Regions from separate parts of the Mus musculus genome. Here all the other regions are linked to region 3. The links are chromatin contacts, called in public HiChIP or PLAC-seq maps. All regions are on one chromosome and are shown on one strand. Each heading gives the region's core, a stretch centred on a gene start, on an enhancer-like site or on the middle of the called end of the contact. The rest is flanking DNA. Distances are from core to core; before and after follow the strand shown. Region 1 overlaps Tshr (thyroid stimulating hormone receptor). Region 2 overlaps Ston2 (stonin 2). Region 3 holds the start of Gtf2a1 (general transcription factor II A, 1).

Region 1 (4,086 bases), core at 1,395-3,894, 93 kb after region 3:
TGAGCTATAGGATGAGACTTGGTCTCAGAATCCTAAACCAAACCAAACCAAACCAAACCAAACCAAACCAAACCAAACCAAACCAAACCAGAACAATCATCAAAAACCTCCCAACCTGCCCCAGTCTCCTCAAGAACAGAAGAAATTCTTGCAGATTGTTTATTGCATCATAAGAAAGAGGGTTGAACACCAGCATCCAGGCCTAGAATTTGCCAAGACACTGGAAAGATGCTTTCCAATAACTCATACAACAAAGCCAAAAATGGGTGATTGCGGTTTGAACTTCTTAGTATGGCTTTATAAACCTAAAATAGACTGTCATTCTAAATATTTTGATGCTTAAAATCATGCATTCAAACAACATTAGATTTAGTATCTCGTCTTTCTTTATATGTTTAGAACAGTGAGAGAAAAATGTAATATTTTGACAATGATTTTAAATGTCACAAAGTATTCAAACTTTTCTTATTGATAGTTGAATAGTGTTTTTTGATTGTTTGTTTGCTTTATTTTGTTTTGTTTTTACCCAGATTCAGTCTGTATGTTTTTAAGATGCCAGGCTATTGTGCAGGACCTGGGTTGCCTGTACTTTAAATCCTACAGTTTTTGTTTTATATAGTCCAAATTTCTTTATATCTACCTTCACATTTACCTCCTCTGCTGCCGTTAATTTTTTTCTGTACAGAATGTATGGCCAAATTGGGGTGGGGGCAATCTTTTTGTTTCCAAACATTCCTTTTAATAGTTCTTTTACTTTGAGTCTAACCCTGACAAATCCTTAAAAAATGTCTTTATGGGTCTGGTGTGATGGCTCAGACTCTGAGGGCATCTGTTGACCCAAGTTCAGTCCCCAAGCCCACGGGGTGAAAAGAAAGAATAGACTTCCACACGTTGTCTTCTGACCTACACATACATATTGTGGCACATCCCACACCACAGAAAAGTAATGTAAAAAATATTTTAAATGGAGGCTGTCATTTGGGTCTATTTTGTACTTTTTCTTATACTTACATGTGAGTCATTTTACTCAAATTGTAGAAAGAATGTGGTTCCAGCCGCTGCAGAGTTGCATCTATAGATAAATAGCTGAACATTATAAAAGATAAGACAAAGTAGAAAGTTAGCAATGAACTCCCAAAGCTCCCTTTTATTTCACCATATTGGTTTATGATAATGCCATGATGTAATGTGCTTTAAGCATCTCCCCCTCCCAGCCCCCCACCCACATTCCCTTGTTCCCTCTTCTCCTGGTCCACCCATTTCCCATCATTCCTCTCTGTTCACCTCAACAGCATTGCTTCTATTCTCAGGCAATCTGTGTTCATATGACTTGACTTTATAGATCCATAAAGGCTAGAACTCACATGTGAGAGAATACTTACAGTATATGTCTCTCTGAGGTTGCCTTAAGTCAGTTAGTACAATGATCTGCAGTTGCGTTAACATTACATTTTTTTTATGGCTAAAATAAAATTCCACTGTGTCTATAAACCATATTTTCTTATCCATTCCTGTTGATGGACACCTAGATTGGCTTCATAATTTCAGTGGTGTGCAAAGTGCTACAGTTAGCATTGGTGTGTAAGTATCTGGGATAAAAGCATACTACTTCTTATGTACATGCATGTCTATGCTCATGTGTATGCAGGTGAGTGTGTGGTGTATGTGTGTGTAGTGTGTGTAGGTTAGAAGAAACCTTGACTGTCATAACTCAGATGCCATTCACATTGATTTTACAGAAAAAGTCTATCATTAGCCTGGGATAACTAAGTAGACTAGGCTGCCTGGCCAGCTATCTCCAAATATCCATCTATTTCCATTTCCAGAGTTCTGGGATTTATATGTGTGCCACCACTCATGGCTTTAAAACAGACTGCTTTTTGTATAGCTTCTTTATTGGGGCCTTTTCAAATAATAGGCCATACACAAACCACCTAACTATATAATTTTTTTAGGATCCCAGTATGCCTAAAATTCCCCAATACTTTGTTTTATTCCTCTACAGCTTCCTGAAAAGGTTAAAATTCCCACAGTACAACTTCAAAGCACCACGAGTGTTCCTTTTATGGATAATCATGGTGCACCTTTCTAACTAATTGGTTTGCATTTGATTTACACCATGTCATTAGACCATAAGTCGTCTGTTGTGGAGTGTTGTTTCTGCTTTGGACCATTGAATTATGCATGGCTTGTACAGTTTTTTGCATTAAGCCGACTCAGGAAATCCATGCTCAGCGAATATACAAATGAATAGATGAATAGATGTATTACTCAAAATAGCAAAGCCAGAATGCATCAGAAAAGAACATTAGCGTGAATAAGAAGCATTTTTAAAGGAGGGCAGGAAGCATGGGAATAAGATGTAATTTCCAAAGTGTTGAAGAGAAAAATCACGTTTCTGTAGCAGGGCATTCCAGAGGGTGTTGGCTGTCGTGATGATGAAATATTCTGAAACTATCTGTTACATTCTGAGACACTGGGCCTTTTGCAGGACTTCACAAAGTCACTTAAGACTGCTAGCCTTCTGTGCACTCAGCCTGTTTGTTTTACCTGCTTTTAAGAGGACAATGTAACAGCCAACCTCACTTGCCTTGGAATTCCCATGTAATCAGCTTTCACAACCTACGCTAATGCTTAGCTGCAACCTTCAATTATGTAGTCTTCCCTGCCCCCGTCCCTTAACAACGCATGCGTATCATTTGTGGAGAGCAGCAAATACAGAAGTTAAAGGCCGTTTTCTAAAATCTACCATAAAGGTTGAAAGCGTCTGTTTATAAGTATTGTTTGATAAGCAACGCTTGTTATCTGGGTCTGTTGGGATCTGTTGCAGCCACGGACATAATTCCTGTAAAACTCTGTTAGAGATTTTTGTAAAGTCTCCCTTTCCTTCTCATGTGATGCTTTCTGTGCTTTTAATAAAGACAGGGTGAAGCCTTTTGTGAGGAACAGACACACAATTGAGATACACACACACACACACACACACACACACACACACACAGAGGAGAGAAAGCGGGGGGGGGGTGCACAGGGACAGGGGAGCAGGAATAGGGAAAGGGGCAGGTGGGATCGGGGGAAGGGGACATGAGGACTGGCACAGGGACAAGACAGGGGACAGAGGGCAGGGTAGACAGGGGTGGGGCGGTGGGGGCCAGGAACAGGGAACAGGAGGGACAGGAGGGACAGGGGCAGGAACAGGGACAGAGACAGATTCACCAGATAATGCAGACAGTCCTCAGGGAGACACAGATCACAGATTAAGACTCATACAACAGACAGAGGACAGAAACCACAGGAGAACAAAGTAGACACTTCAAATTTAGAGTCTTAGTTACATGGCTTCAAGGGGGCATGCTTTTGTTTCTTTCTTTAATGTGACACAATGCATTATTGGTAACCCAGAGTTAATCACTAGTACATTTAAACCATGCAGACCCAGTTCTCTCTTAAGACCCGCCTTCTTGATTTTGAATGAAACAGAAAAGTCAGGATTTGTCTTGAAATCATTAAGCAAAATATCATGCAAATAAAAGTTTTAGGTACTGAAAGAGGGAAGAACAGAGACGCCTCTTTACAGGAGCAGTTGTGAATCTGTATGTAACTGATCTTCTTTCAGATGGTTTTATCAGAGTCTTTCTTATAATGAGAACAATACACACAGATTCAATGACCCGCCTCCTGCGAGGCACGACTATGCTATCTGGGAAAATAAATGAGCCCTGAACATAGAATTGAACAACCTGGACACATACATGTTCAAGACCCATCCTAGGATCACTGATTCACGGTTATGAGGGCCAAGTACTTATATTTTTCAAAAGCTTCCCTGGCGATTATATCTGAATGATATTCTTCATAAGAGGAGCCATAATTGTTAGATTCTGGGTATCCTTTTTGGCACGGTTGTGTGTGACTATTCTCGTGCCCCTGTGCTGTCTGTTTGGAAGTATTTATTCTATAAACAAACAGCCTTTGGTTTCTCAGGTTTCCCAGCCATTTGTCCTTTGTGACTAAGCAACAATATGTAAATTGTCTTGATCCAAACACAATCTCAGAACACATTTTATAGGATCGGCTTATTGTTTG
Region 2 (4,009 bases), core at 1,288-3,787, 72 kb before region 3:
GCTGCTTACAATTGAATGAGAACCAAGCATTTAATGAAGATGATCTCAAATTTATCCTCATGAACTACATAGACAGCCATGTACCTGTTACCCCGGGGCCAGCCTTCTGCCAAAGAGACTGTAGGCTTTGGAATGCTCAGGCCAAGGCCTGGTGCAGTACCAGGAGGATCCCCTAACCCTAGTAGTCATCTCAGAACAGTGTGACAGAAGCTGCATTCAGGAAGGGACGGTGGGCAGGAAGAGCAGGGTCCTGGAAACGCCTTATTGGGCTTGGGACAGGAAGGTGGGAGTAACTCCAGAGGGGAGGGAGCGGAGGAGGAAGAAGAAATATTAACAGTTGGACAGTTCTGGAGCCACGAAGTCCAAAATGAAGGTGCCAACAGGTTCTGCATCTGTGGGGATGCTAGTCTCTACCTCCAGCGTAGCACCCTGAGCTCTTTGGGGGCTGACAAGAAAGAACAAGCAGAGGGCAAAAGGGCCTAGTAGTTTCCCAAAACCCTTCTGTAAGAGCTCTGTGTTGTACCTGAGAGCAAAGCTCTTGTGACTGACTTAGGTCTTAAAGATAAGGCCTCATAAAGCTGTCACACTGGGTCTTAGATTCCAACATTGCACGTGGGTGGAGTGCGTACATCCAAACCATTAAGGACGGCACGGTAAGTTACATGGCACCTGTTGTTTCGGGGTGCATAAATTCCGTGGGTGTGCCCTTACACTTCCTGCTCTCCTCTGTCATCACTTCCTTCCAGAATATTCATCATTTCTAAGAAACTCCAAAGGGCCATAATGCCTTTGATTTGTTACATAACACAGCCTATTATCACAGATCCATAGCTGTAGACAAGTTTAATTCAAGAATACTTTCAAATAACTATCTTATCTCTCTCTCTTTTTTTTTTCCACAGATAAGTCTGCTTTCTAAATTTTCTGCTTTTCTGTTAAGACACTATAATTGCCCATCTGGGTCTGACTCATTTGAACAAAATAAAGAGGGGAAACTTGTTTGTAACCTGAAACTACAGTGCTTGATCCCTGTGAATGAAGGAAAGCAAGTCTGTGCACGTTCTTTCATATTTACTTCCAAATAACCGCATGGACTGGACCAGAGACAGTAACTGTTCCGTGCTATGGTGAGCATACTGGAAGCTCTTAGCAGAGCTGAGACTGAGCACAAACCCTTCTGCTCTATGGCTTTACTTAAGGCCCTACAAGGCTAAATCGCTAATCTAAAAGATCTCTCACCAAGATCTTTCCCCAAAAGTTCACAGAGTTAAAGAAAAAAAGAGGATAATACCAAATACTTGCATAATGTTTACCATATATATGGTATTTTCATATCACACACACACACACACACACACACACACACACACACACACACACATTTCAGCTTAGGTTCACCCAGGCCAAAGGTATTGACTTCTTTTCCCAGAAAGAATCTCTGGTACAATAACAAAACTCATTACTTTCAAACTAAGGGTTTCAGATGTGTCTTTTGTATTGCTCAAATAATAATAGAGCCGTTCTATTGCCTTGTGGAAAGTGTGAGCATCAGTGAAGAAGAGTAGTGAAGCTTGAAGTGGTTTTGCCCGGTAGCCAGACAAGTCTGGAGGCTTCTAACGAGAATGCCTATCTACCCATAGGCCCCGTAAGCGTCTTCTCAGCTATCTGTGTGACTCTGCTGCTGAGGAGCTTGCATGACAAGGAGCAGAAGCCAACTCAACTAAGCACAAAGTAATTTGTTCTAAGGACATAGTAATGTGGAGAATAGGCAGAAAAGCTGGACACTCAGGCTTTCGGGAATGTCAATTTACGCTTTGTCACGGAATACCTCGAAATCTAGTGACCCCAAGGCTATCATTTGTTTACCTCACACTGCTGTGAATCAGCATTCTAGACGGGGCTTGAGCATCCCATTGTGGGAGAGGTTCGGCTGGTCCCCTTGGGGACTTGCTCATGGAGCCCAAAACGCATTAAATGTACCCCAAAATGCATGCCTTTAATCCCAGCACTTGAGAGGCAACCCCCCCCCCAAAATGTACAAACATTTATCAAATTTCTGTTTGCACTGCATAGTTTCAATTCTTTTTTTGTTTGTTTTTGGTTTTTCGAGACAGGGTTTCTCTGTGTAGCCCTGGCTGTCCTGGAACTCAGTTTGTAGACCAGGCTGGCCTCGAACTCAGAAATCCACCTGCCTCTGCCTCCCAAGTGCTGGGATTAAAGGCATGCGCCACCACTGCCCGGCCATAGTTTCAATTCTTAATGAGAGCAAGTCACAGGACCGTACTCATAGTCAGATGGACCCCATAGCACGGATAGAGATAGAAAGAATCCCTGTCCCTTTTTGGTGTCTGTAGTGACAACTTTGGTTTCTTAAAAAAATAAAAACACAGAAATAGAAATGCGCTTTCATTTTAATCCCAGGTGTGGGATGTGGGGCTGCTTCAGATTGTCCACAGCAGCTGTCTATGAGTCACCTCATGCAGGAGGGTGATTTTTGCCAGTGGCATATAGTTTATGTGACTGTGTACCATTTGGAACTCTGGGGACTTTTCAGGGGGTATATTAACGCTAGGGCACCGAAAGATGTGGTGGGTTGTTGGTTGGCTGCTTTTGGTCGAGGTTTGTTAAGTAGTCACATGTGAAAAAGAAACAAGAAAAAGCAGAAATTAGATATCTTTACAGCGAAGATCAAACTGGCCCCAAGGATTAGCAATCAATGCCCCTGATTAGCAAGAAGTAGTATACCAATAATTTTGCCCCCTCTCCTTTCCCTCTGCTATCTAGTGTTGTGGGGTTGAAGGGGTGGGAAAAAGGGGAGGAGGATGGAAGAAAAAAACCCACAAGTAGCCAAAGTCCAGCTTCAGTGTACCAGGTATGGTTGAGAAACGTCTTAGTTCTGTTGTTGGTGGTGGTTTGTTTGTTTTAACTTTTTATTGATTCTTTGTGAATTCACATTATGCACCCCCATCCCGCTCATCTCCCTGTGCTCTCATATCCTCATATCCTCCCTTCCCTCTTGCAGCCTCCCCACTAAAATAAAACACACAACAAAAGTTTAACTATGAGCCTCTAAGGTACCTATATACTTATCGACAAACAGACTATAGTTTGTCTATAAATGGCAAACTTAGTAGATGATTTAGTTAGTGCTTTATAACATTAAGAAAGAGCTTTTTTTTTTTTTTTTTTTTTTTTTTTACGGGAAACAAAAGTGAAAGTTTTAAAAGCTTTCCCACCGCAGGACAGTGAATGGTGCAGTGCCCTTCCCCGCTCGTACTTCACTGGCTTAGAGACTTCCCATCTGGACCATTTACCCTTACACGTTGCAGTCTTCTGGTACCTCGAGGATAATGGACAGCTAAGTGCGCTGTCTTGTCCAAAGTATGTTTGTGACTTTAAGGCTTCACGATGCCATAAGTTCTTGTCCTTTTTTGTTAACAGTGGCTTCGTGGGTGTCAGTGTCTGCTCATCTGAAGGACAGACTCTTGTGCTCTCCAGAATGCGCGCCATTTTTGAGATTTTTATTTTTAATAATTATAGCACGATTTGGACCCGTGGGATCTTTCTCTTCCTTCCATTCTCCTCTCCTTTTCTTCTGTTTGATTAATAATAATATAATTTAAAAGGAGCTTTTTTTCCTATTTCCTCCATTTCTTCTTCCTTCTTTAAGAATTGTGAGCTGGGAAGTGCTGGTGCACGCCTTTAATCCCAGCACTTGGGAGGCAGAGGCAGGAGGATTTCTGAGTTTGAGGCCAGCCTGGTCTACAGAGTGAGTTCCAGGACAGCCAGGGCTACACAGAGAAACCCTGTCTTGAAAAACCAAACCAAACCAAACAAACAAATAAGAATTGTAAGGTACACCCCCACCCCACCCCTACACAAGAATTCTGAAGTAATTGGACACATTTCCTGTTACAATAACATTTACCGGCTACAGGCTAGATACTCTTTCTCTGTCCCTGTCTCCGTCTCCCTTCTTTTCCTTGCTTCCTCCTCCAAAACTGGCCTT
Region 3 (3,823 bases), core at 22-2,521:
CACAGCACTCTGGTAACATTAAAAACAGAGCAGTAATGTATGTCAGGGAGTCAAATATGTAGTAGTTGTATCCGAGTTCCTTTTCTTTTTTCGTCATTTCTACCACCCTAAGAAGTCATCTAAAGTACTTTTGAGTTGGTAGAGGCTGACTCTTTGGGGCATTTTAGCCAAACCACCTAATAGTTTAATTTTGTACAGACAAACGGCTGGAAACACCTACAGGCGTCCCTAATTCTGTAAAGTAGACAGAGGGAGAACAAAGCTTTCCTAGCCTTTGGACTTATACACAACTTCACGAGGTCTGTCCTTTGCAAGAGGCGCGAACTTCCTCCTCATCCGACCTAAGCTCACGAATCAAAAGATGACTCCGCATTTAAAAACTGTCCCAAGCCCCAGCGCGCGGGAGCCGGAAGCCGCGCCACGTGACCCGCCGTCCCTCCGCAGCCATCCTCCGGGGAAGCCTATCGCTTCGGCGGCTACTCCCACTCCTCCGCTCCACCGGAGCGGCTGCGCGTCCACCCGACGCAGCGCTAGGTACCCTTGATCGCTGGCTTCCCTCAATACCCCAGCCTCCTCCGGAGGACGCCTCCCGGTCCAACCGGTCGCCACCACCACCGCCACGGACCGCTTCCGCCAGGGTGCGGACCACGTGATCGCGCGAGCCATAGGGGGGTGGGGAAAAGGCCGCGGCGCGCGCCTTCTTTACTCCAGGCCCGCGGCCCCGCCCACCCGGCCACCCAGCCGGGGCGGGGGGGAGGGGGGGGAAAAGAAACCTGGCGACGCCCCGGGCGCGCGTGCGCACGCGGTTCTCGCGGTGTCTCGCGCTCGGCCCCGCCCCCCGCTGCCCCCGCCCTTTCCGCCCCTCCCTCCCTCCGCCCTGTCTCTCGGCGGCGGCGGCGGCGGCGGCTCGCGCAGCTCGTTGGCTCGCTATATAAAGGGGAGAAGCAGGCGGACCGGACGGCTGGAGCTGCAGCCGGTGGCGGCAGCGGTGGCGCGGGGAGCGGTGACCGGTGTTGGTTTCCCTCCTCGGCGCCGAGTGGGGAGCGGGTGACGCCCCCTAACCCCCTAAGGGGTCGTGGCTAATTTTTTCCCCCATTTTTTCTTTTTTCTTTAGGCGATTCTCGAGGTTTTTAGCTGCGGGAGGAGTGCCCCCCTCCTCCTGCTCTCCCGCCTCTTACTCCTTCTGGATCGGTTTTGTTGAGAGATTTTTTTTTTTTTGCCCCACTCTTGGCGGGTGACTTGGGTCACCCTCCGGGTCTCAGTTGTTTTTTTTTTTTTTTCTTTTTTTTTTTTTTTTTAAATTTTTTTTTCCTTTCTTTCTATCTCGTTCCCTCTTGTTTGTGTTGTGTGTGGAAATGGCGAACTCGGCAAACACAAACACCGTGGTAAGGACGTGGTGCGGTGGCCGGCGGGGGCTGCGAAGGTTCCGGCGGCAGGCAACGGCTGGCTGGGACGGACGGACGGACGGGCGGGCGGGCGGGGGCGGGCCCGGGCGAGGCGGCGCTCCCGACCGGGTCCCCTCCGCCCTCCACCGCCGCCGCTGCCCGCCGCGGGCCTGGCCGGGCGGGGGGGACGCCGAGGACTGGCGGGAGGAGGGCGGCGGGGGCCGGGAGCGCCGCGGGGCGGGCCACGCAGGCCGTTGGGGCCCTGGCTTGCCGACCCCGGGGCGCGGACGGGCGGGCGATGGCCCCACGCGGGGACCCGGACCCGGCCAGTCCCCGAGCGAGCGGCTGCGGGTCGAGCCCCGCGTCTGGGGAAGCCTCTCGGATACCGCCGAGGCCGGGCGTGCCTTCGGGGGCTCTCCGGAGGTGGTGCTTTGGGAGAGCCTCCTTTGGGGCCGATTTTACTAATCCTCCGAAAGGAAAGAAAGAAAGAAAAAAAAAAAGACAAAAAAATTATGAAGGTTGGAAAGCACTTATCTCGGTTCCTCCCCAGTGGGTAAAATGGCGAAGGGGAAGCAAAACCCCCGCGGTATCTTCGACTAGCCTAAGCACCAGAACAAACAAAGCCTACATGAATGGCCCAAGAGTCCCCGCTTTCGCCTCGAGATTTGCCTACTTCTTCCCGTTGCTCCCTTTTTTAAAAAGGAGCAAAAAAAAATTTTTTTTTGGTTACTTGCGATCACGTAGGTTTGCAAAAAGCAGTCACATAAAAATAACCTTTTAAAAGAGTCACCAACGCAATGTGATCACTAGGCCACCCCATCTCTTGATTTCTTTTTATGACAATAAAGCACAATATTTGTTTTTTTGTTTGTTTATTTTTAAAAAAAATTTTTTTTTTTCATTTTGCCCGGTCCCAAACGCCGCAGAGCAGCCTGCGGCTGCCCGACACTATACCGTTGGCGACTCGGGTCGATCCATCATGGCTGCGGCCGCTTACCCTGCTTTTCAGTGCCTGCGCCTTGTGGTCCTCCTCCCTTTGGCTGCCCTGTTTATATAGAGCCATTGCCGCTCTCTAATATAGACTCTGCCAGGATGGGAAGGTGCTTTTCAGGCCTACGTCACCGCCTCTCCATTTAAACACCAGATCCGGCTTTAAATAGTGAGAGCTGCTGAGCGCGGGGCTGGGAGGTGCGTGCTCCCGAGGCGAGAGGAGCCGGCGTGCGGAGCTCATTTTATTTCTAGGCTCCTTTCACGCCGAGATTTCGCTCCGGAGCCGGGAGGCTGTTGTCACGGACCCGAGTGTTTTGCTGTGGCCGCTAGAGTGTACTGCCTTTGTTTGTAGTGGGAAGTAGGCCAGAATTGCAGCCTCGTTTTGTTCTTTCTCCCTTCCCTTTATAAGAGTTTCATTTTAAATCGTTTTAGATCAGATAAAATGATTTCCTCCCCCCCACCCGCCCCCTTGGAGGAGATACGGTCAACATTCTCGGCTTAAAAAAAAAATGCGTTGTACATTAAATGTTTCCGGAGGAGGACTTGAGTTTGGTGGTGTGTTCTTAATACCCAAGGCATGAAGCTTTTCAAAGAAATAGTGACTGACTCTCCCCTGTGAGATCTGTGCTCACAATCTATTGCTTGATGTGTGTGTAGAGGCACAGCCTAAACTGAGCTTTAAGAATTAAAGATTAAGTGGTGGTTTTAATTTTACCAGTGGCTAGCATGGTATCTAGTATAAAAATCCACCTAGGTGACCTAATATTGTGCCTAAAAATTAGCATCTTCTAAAAGGAACCTTTATTAATCACTTGCTAATGCTACATGCAGTCTCTAATTCGCCAGTTTCAGAGTTTGGAATACTGTTTTAAAAGGACAGATCTAAATGACCTTGTATGCCATAAAGACAAAAGCCTGCTGCAGTGAAGTTTAGAATTTAGCATTTCCCTTTTTCCTTCAACAACGGCGCTTCTGAATGGGTTAAGTTGTAGGCTGGTTGCTGAATGATTAATTACATAGTAGCAGAGAAGGGCATTGCCTGCTTCAAGTGTTGGACTCTCCAAGGAAAGGGTTTTAGGGTAACTGATTTCAGAAACATTAAAACATCTGGTTTGCTGGAAATTGATCCTACTAATTTAAAATTACATGGCCAGTATAGAGTTTAGTGGTGTAGCCTGAAGGTAGACCAGGACAGGGAAAAAAACCAAGGTAGCTTTTGTATAATCAAACGCTGATAAGACTGCTGGGTATGACCAGGAGACGACTTGTGAACAAAAAGTTCCCCAACATCTAAGACCTGGAAAGGCTGTGAGATGGGACAGGCGTTAAATCAAGCAGGGCTAGTAGGAACCAGGAGTGACCATGAACTGTTATTAATCATGATGGTAGACATTTTGGTCACCATCAAGGAAATTACTGGAATTTGTGTTGACTGTGCATAAAGAACT

Evidence for each region. HiChIP or PLAC-seq counts read pairs in DNA pulled down with a chosen protein or histone mark.
Region 1: a contact with region 3 is called in an H3K27ac HiChIP or PLAC-seq map of extraembryonic endoderm stem cells. The contact joins the enhancer-like site here to the promoter of Gtf2a1 in region 3. A contact is called at or near these places in 1 of 15 datasets of contacts at CTCF or cohesin (the NIH/3T3 cell line), 1 of 484 Hi-C or Micro-C datasets (muscle stem cells), 4 of 115 datasets of contacts at active chromatin or transcription factors (embryonic fibroblasts, embryonic stem cells and extraembryonic endoderm stem cells) and 2 of 9 other capture datasets (adipose tissue and pancreatic islet).
Region 2: an H3K27ac HiChIP or PLAC-seq map of bone marrow-derived dendritic cells shows a contact between it and region 3, with 2.4 times the contacts expected there. The contact joins the enhancer-like site here to the promoter of Gtf2a1 in region 3. A contact is called at or near these places in 2 of 39 promoter capture datasets (embryonic stem cells and liver), 1 of 15 datasets of contacts at CTCF or cohesin (the NIH/3T3 cell line), 6 of 484 Hi-C or Micro-C datasets (LSK cells, forebrain, granulocyte-monocyte progenitors and 3 more), 12 of 115 datasets of contacts at active chromatin or transcription factors (the SCID.adh cell line, bone marrow-derived dendritic cells, bone marrow-derived macrophages and 8 more) and 3 of 9 other capture datasets (adipose tissue, liver and pancreatic islet).

The regions. Positions count from the first base shown.
Region 1 is chr12:91,494,724-91,498,809 of GRCm38.p6, reverse strand. It overlaps Tshr (thyroid stimulating hormone receptor), which reads right to left. Exons shown (of 10, transcript NM_011648.5): 3 at 1,012-1,086. Among named protein-coding and RNA genes, the nearest start is that of Gm40541, 40 kb to the left of the region's middle. Within about 2 kb of position 2,644, at least 14 of the 459 cell types and tissues checked have an H3K27ac peak or open chromatin away from gene starts, as enhancers often do. A contact at or near this core is called in extraembryonic endoderm stem cells, where this site is marked.
Region 2 is chr12:91,660,104-91,664,112 of GRCm38.p6, reverse strand. The region is part of intron 4 of Ston2 (stonin 2); the gene reads left to right. It also overlaps the pseudogene Gm51993. Among named protein-coding and RNA genes, the nearest start is that of Gm16876, 20 kb to the left of the region's middle. Within about 2 kb of position 2,537, at least 22 of the 459 cell types and tissues checked have an H3K27ac peak or open chromatin away from gene starts, as enhancers often do. A contact at or near this core is called in bone marrow-derived dendritic cells, group 2 innate lymphoid cells and liver, where this site is marked.
Region 3 is chr12:91,587,097-91,590,919 of GRCm38.p6, reverse strand. Gtf2a1 (general transcription factor II A, 1) reads left to right here and starts at 1,271. Exons shown (of 9, transcript NM_031391.2): 1 at 1,271-1,385. The coding sequence starts at 1,356.